Regions from separate parts of the Mus musculus genome. Here region 2 is linked to region 1. Evidence: chromatin contacts called from public Hi-C data. All regions are on one chromosome and are shown on one strand. Each heading gives the region's core, a stretch centred on a gene start, on an enhancer-like site or on the middle of the called end of the contact. The rest is flanking DNA. Distances are from core to core; before and after follow the strand shown. Region 1 overlaps Cobl (cordon-bleu WH2 repeat). Region 2 holds the start of Cobl (cordon-bleu WH2 repeat).

Region 1 (3,117 bases), core at 57-2,556:
TGGATGCATTAAAGTGATGGGGATGATAATGAAGGTAAGTTGGGTGGCAACAGAGATGGAGAAGGTAGAAGTCCAACGCAGCTGTTGGTCTAGATGGGAAAAGTGGAATCTGGGCAGTTCCATGGTCACTAAACAAGTCCCTGGTAGAGAACAGGTGGGACTTCCCTTCTCACGTGGTCCAAGTGGCCATTATCATCATAGCTTATCTATCTGTAAGGTGCACTATCACTAGACTCTAGACATGAATAAAGGAAGTGGTAGTAAAGTTCACTTCTCCCCAGCCCCTAACTGCCCAAATCGCCAAGCAGAATCTCCCAGGATGGCTACAGTGGTTATGTATGTGTGTGCCCTATTCAAGACAATGGTGTTCCTTAAGGGACATTGTGAGAAATTCTGTTGATGAGGCAGGTTGGCTATGGGTTGGTAAATGGGGCCACTCAGCTCTGGCACTCAGGCAATCCATAGCAGACTGCCATCCATGCAAATGCTGCAGTTTCTTTCATTTATTTTATTTAAAAAAAATCAAATCTGCTATCACATACTTTAGAAAAATGACAAACTTTCTGTCAAATATAAAAACTCATAGGATATTAGCCTTTATATATATATATATATATATATATATATATATATATATATATATAAACATGCCTATATATATATATATATATATATATATATATATATATATACATGCCTATATGGGTATGTGAAAAGTCTAAAGGACTCATTAAACTCACAATTCACCTGTGTATATATTTGTACATATATGCTTATGCAAATTTGTAAAAATACGTGCAGATAAATATATGTAGCTACCTCTTCACGAATATGGGCATGCACATGTATATAGCAGAGATTTGCTCAATGAGTGTGCCAAATTTGAACTAACCCTTTGAATACCTATATTTCTATGATAGATAAGGGTCAGTTTCAATCCCAAGTTGGTGGACACTCTATAACATCTAGGATAGATCTAGGCAGGAAGCACAAATGTAAGAATAAAAAACAAGTCAAGGCAATAGGAACTGATGTTACTTCTGTACACATAACTTTCACCTGAAATTCTGAGCTATAGAATTTCTGTCAACAGTTTCAGCGATTTCTATGGATTAAAGTTACATAGCAAATTCTTACACAAGGTATTCTTGTCTTTAAAAAACCAGGGAAATAAAAACTTAAATCATAACCTCAAATCAACCCAGCAAGCCCTCTCCCCTCCCCAGAGTGCCTCTAGCCAAACTCTTCTTTGAGGTCTGACAGACATATCACTTCCGTGCACCCTCCCATCTGGAGCCATGCAGAGTGCAGCCTGTGAGCTCACAGTACCTTGACAGCTCAGGGAAGGCTCAGACTGCGTTTTGGTCAGAAGAACTGGAAAAGGCAGGCAACGAGAAAATGAGAACAACTTGGAGGTCTACAGCAGCCCAAACCAAAGATCTAACTAACTACTCCCTCAGCCTCAAGTGTGAGGTTACACCACCCGCAAAAGAGACAAGGGCATACGCAGAGCTGGCCTGTACCTCCAGGCCTGGTCTCTTAGTCCCAGCAACAGGCTGCTATGCTCGCTGTGAGCACAGAGGGCAGCAGAGCCTTGGAATTCTTCAAGCTGCGCCTTCGGTGTTCAGACAGTGGAGGCATTTGGCCAACAGCACAGTAACCTCTAGCTGCCATCTCCCCTTTCTCCATCAACTGCAGAGATGAGGAAAAGGCTAAGTCCTGCCCCCTAGCCTCTTTCAAGGGCACCCCACACGCACCCTAGCAGTTCTGCTGATCATCTTCAGAAGAGAAAAGGGTTCCCAAGGACACCCTCTGGAAGATTCTCCTCTCTTAGATATTTGGTAGTCAGCAGGATAAGTACAGACATGGAGCAGGATGGTTGGTAACCAAGGTCACCAAAAGAGGCATGTTACAGGTAAAAGGCATACAGTTGGCCTTGGGGCCTGCCGACCACAGGGCAGGGAAATAGGCTGTCATGGCAGTGAGTAGTATACTCAGGGTCTTTGGAGTAGCTAGTTCACGTAAAGAGCTGAAATGCTAATTGGCCTCACTTTGTGCCAGTAGATTGTAAGAGCTATGCTGAGTCGTAGCCCTGCTGAAGGCTTCAGCTTCCATGTCTCTGATAACTGGGAGCAGTGGGGCTTCTCCTTAACAGAGGGTCAGCTTGTATGGCTTCTCCAGGATGCATTTGGACTTCTGTTCTTCTGTTGTCCAAGCGTGGTATGTAACAGAGGCCTCAGTGTGCAAGCCTTTCACTCAGATTCCTTAACGTGGGACAGTTTTTGTTTCTTTTTCTCTAAAATATTCTGTAATCCAAATTTAAACATAACCAAACACACTCGGAGCCGCTGGGCCTGTGCCACTGATGCTGAGAGCACTGTCGGTGTTTTTAAGAGCTACTGGTTGGGAGATCAAGCATGAGGCTCTGAACTCAATCTCAAGTACCACAGCATCGGCAGCAATGAACTTGATGCAATATTCTCTCAGATCCTCTTTTAAGGAGGCTCTTCCATCTACCTTACACTTCCTTTCTTCCATGTCAGGTGAGAGGGTGAATACAGATTCCCCAGGGAAGACGTGGGCTGAGAAAGGTAAAGTGTGGACTGGACTATAAGAGACGCCGTGACCACTGTTCTCACAATATATTTGTTAAGAAGGAAAAACACATTTTTAGAAGAAATTATCTAAAAACCTGTATCTTAAAGGCTATAAAAGAACATATAAAAGACCGACTGGATATTTTTTAAAGTCAGCTGATCTGGAGAGTAATAACAAATGACATAGCAGTCATGTTAGTCTGCCCGATCTTGGAAGGGTCCCTGCATGGCTGCTCTAAGTTCATGATAGCACAGCTATGTCACAAGGGCAGAGTTCCACAGCACATCTGAAAGTCCATCTTAAAACTACAAAATCGAGGACTATAAATTATGTTTTTGTCTGATTATTAACTAAAAATTGAAACCACTATGCCAATCAGAAAAATCTAAATAAAAAATACACTGCCCTGTAGCACCATTTCTCAGGGGCCACCACTCAAGGTGCTACTAATGACTGTCCAGGAAAGCCCCACAGGCACACACACCATAGGTACAGCACTAGCAGGAAGCACCATTTCTC
Region 2 (3,156 bases), core at 94-2,593, 92 kb after region 1:
TTTTTGGAAGCCTCCAGGGGAGATTTTAAGAATAAAGAACTGGTTTAGACGGCTTTTATAAACACTTGGGCAACAAAGTCAGTGGGCAAGGGATCGGGTGAGTCAGTGGGACATAACTGCTAAAGAAAAGAGATTTGTTGTCCCCAGTGCCGCCTTAGAAAATCCAGCTGCTCAAGTGGAAAGTGGGCCATTTCGGGAGCAGGTGCGGACCCACCCCAACTCATTCCATTCGCAACACTCATAACACATTTGCTCCAGAAAGAAGAGGTCAAAAGCCAGCCCCACGGCGCTCTCTGAAATCTACCAAGTCTGCAAGGGTTGTCAACTGTCCTGGCAGAGATGGGCACGGAGGGGCACGATTCGGGGAGTTGGGGTTAAAGGGCAAGTCTATTTGACCTGTGTTAGGCAAGTTTCTCTTGGGCAAGTAAAATCCTCAGTGTGACAGGGAATCTCTGTCCGCAAGGTGTGGAGACAGCAAAAAGAAACTAAAAGGGTTGAGGCACTAGAGGATCCTGAAGACAGGATTGACAGCTCTGCTTTACAGGTCCGATGAAGAAGGTCCTCACCTCTTCAGACACAAGGGAGATCCCAGCACAAAGGCTTGGGCAGAAGAGTGTTCATGAAGTCCCTTCCCCACACACCTCCCCAGATCTCCTGGCTACATGGGTCCCAACAGACCAAGTACCCCCTTGTCATTGAGGTAGGGAGCAGCGGGCCACAGGGCCTGCGAGGAGTGGCTGGAGGAACCTGTGTATGGGACCAGACAGACTCAGCTGGAGTTTCAGGCCTGGATTTTCCTTGTCCCCCTCCGCCCGTAATTGCCACTATTGCAAGGGGCTGAAGGCAGCTCAGAGCTGGGGTTCTGCACGGAGGGACAGCACTCCCTCCACCCACCCACCCCCCAACACACACATACACAAACATACACAAGGGCTTTCACAGCAGCACCTCTCGCAGAAAGTGTTCCCGAGCAAGGCCTGCCACGGTTACCGGAGCAACGACCCAGGCGCCCCAAGTCCTCAACACCTCGGGAAGAGCCACGCCCGCCCTCGTGGGCCCGCTTACCCTGTGGGGGGCTTGGCCGCCAGTGCACGCGGCGCGTCCATGGAGCCGGCGGGTTGCTCTGCCGGCCGACTGGGGCGCTGGCTGCGGCGCCGCCGTCCTCATTCACTTTTTCCGCGCTGACCCATCGTCCTCCCACGCGGGGCTAGCGAGGACAGCGGCCGTGCCGAGAGGACGGAAGCGACCTGGGGCGTCCGGGCGGGCGGGGGCGTGCGGAGAGAGACGGACGCGGCTACCCCGGGCGCGGGAGCAAGGTGCGCCGCCCCCCGCCAAACTGGCTCAGCCGCGCCCACCGCGGCGCCGCCCCGTGCCCGCGCGCCGCTCCCCAGCGCCCGCCTCTCCGCGCGCCCCCGCTGCCCGCCGGAGCACACCTGGGCGGGGCGCGCGCCCCGCGGTGGGCACCGAGTCACCTGCCCAGCCGGCTGGAGGAACTAAGCGGGCAAATACCTGGCCACCTGTGGCTGCGCGGGGCGAGGCGGGCCGACTAGGCTGCGAGAACCGACTTGAAGGAAGAGAGAAAAATAGACGGTCTAGCGCCTCAGTTTCTGCCCCAGAACCTAAAAGAACCTTTGTTAGAACTAGAGATCTACTGTAAGGGGAGGGGAGAGTGGTCCAAAATGAGGTCCTTGGTGTGCAGCATAGGAAACTGGAGAGGGACGCAGCTTGGGGTAAAGGGGCACACCTTTTTCTGAGAAATCAGAAAGCAGTGAGGCTGGAGTGTGGACATCCAGTGCCAACAAGAACTGCACCTGTTTGGATGCATGCTTCTGCTTGCCAGCCTAATTGCCTGGATAGTAATGAATGCTACTGTGGCCCCAGCCCTGTGATTCCCATGTTGAGTGGTGAGCAAAAATACCAGCAGAGGCAGCAGGTGCTGAGGCCTCACTGCAAGTCAACCTGAGGACCCAGCACCACTAAGCTTCCCTTCTCCAGCCTGCTAATTGACCTTAGGGGAACAGGAAAAGAACCTGATTGCTATGAAGTTCCGCCCTTCAAATACAGCAGTTGTACTAGGTTCTCAGGATTGGAATAAAATGCCAGTAAGAGGCAAAATTCTGTGACTGAACTCTGTATCCAGAAGCTTGCCTAAGCTTTTCTTCCTCTGAACCCCAACTTTCTGTTTAAGGAAAGAGGGGAGACCAGTGTACAAAATACAAGTCCTGCAGTAGCCTTCTTTGCTCCAGCCACAGTGCCCACTCAAAGCAGGTGAACCACTTCATACCTACAGCAGAGCCTGGCTTCCTTTTGAACACAATACTCAGAGCATTTCCCCACCCGAGGGCTTCTGGGATCTGCAATGTGTATCCTGCAGGCTCTGCTCAGATACCTGCTCCTCAGGGAGCTCTTTTCTGACCTCTTTGTCGCAAAGGACATCCCCACTCTCAACTCCCATCTGCTTCTTGTCCACTGTCTTGAGTTTTGTTTGATACTCTTGCCGATTGTCTTGATATTCCTCATGGAAGCATATCACTTTATCTTCTGTGTGTGTGTGTGTGTGTGTGTGTGTGTGCGCGCTTTATATGTCTGTTTATAATCAAAATGCTTACATGCTTTTATATTTATATAAACTGAGTGTATTAATTACGCATGCAAGAGGTATAAATACATGTAGATATACATGTCATATTGAATATGTTTACCTTTATGTGTTTGGAATGGGTCTCTTCCCCGAAAATGTGACTCAGTGTAGAGTGAGCCTTGTCTGGTGTTTTTCATTACTCTTAGCCTTTAAGACAGTGAATGAGGGTGAATCAGGGCTCACTACATAAAGGGAACATTGAATGAATTGAGTTTCTAGGCCTCTCCCAAGCTCTGGGTCTGGCTATCGGAAGGTCTTTCCTGGAATCTGTAAGATCTCTCTATGCTCTGGACACTACTTTGGGAAAGGGTAACCTGGGAGGGGCCGGTAGGCCAGGAACTAGGGGCCTGGACCCCAGTGAGAAGTAACAGTGGGTACAGAGAAGCCAGAAATCATGAGCATGGCAGATAGTTGGTTGTCAGAGACAGAATACCACAGAAAAATCACGAGAGGATGGCACTGCCCACCTCCAGGCTGAGCTTCTGATTTCTGTCCTAGGAAAAAGGCCCTGGCAG

What was found. Hi-C and Micro-C count contacts between places; a contact is called where the count stands out from the background.
Region 2: a contact with region 1 is called in a Hi-C map of cerebral cortex, with 2.9 times the contacts expected there. The contact joins the promoter of Cobl here to the enhancer-like site in region 1. A contact is called at or near these places in 2 of 39 promoter capture datasets (hippocampal neurons and liver), 29 of 484 Hi-C or Micro-C datasets (the AML12 cell line, the C2C12 cell line, the G1E-ER4 cell line and 20 more), 5 of 115 datasets of contacts at active chromatin or transcription factors (cardiomyocytes, embryonic fibroblasts, embryonic stem cells and 1 more) and 2 of 9 other capture datasets (adipose tissue and liver).

The regions. Positions count from the first base shown.
Region 1 is chr11:12,372,000-12,375,116 of GRCm38.p6, forward strand. All of the region lies in intron 4 of Cobl (cordon-bleu WH2 repeat), which reads right to left. Among named protein-coding and RNA genes, the nearest start is that of Gm30596, 11 kb to the right of the region's middle. Within about 2 kb of position 1,307, at least 113 of the 459 cell types and tissues checked have an H3K27ac peak or open chromatin away from gene starts, as enhancers often do. A contact at or near this core is called in cerebral cortex, muscle stem cells and myocytes, where this site is marked.
Region 2 is chr11:12,463,617-12,466,772 of GRCm38.p6, forward strand. Cobl (cordon-bleu WH2 repeat) reads right to left here and starts at 1,344. Exons shown (of 15, transcript NM_172496.3): 1 at 1,066-1,344. The coding sequence starts at 1,106.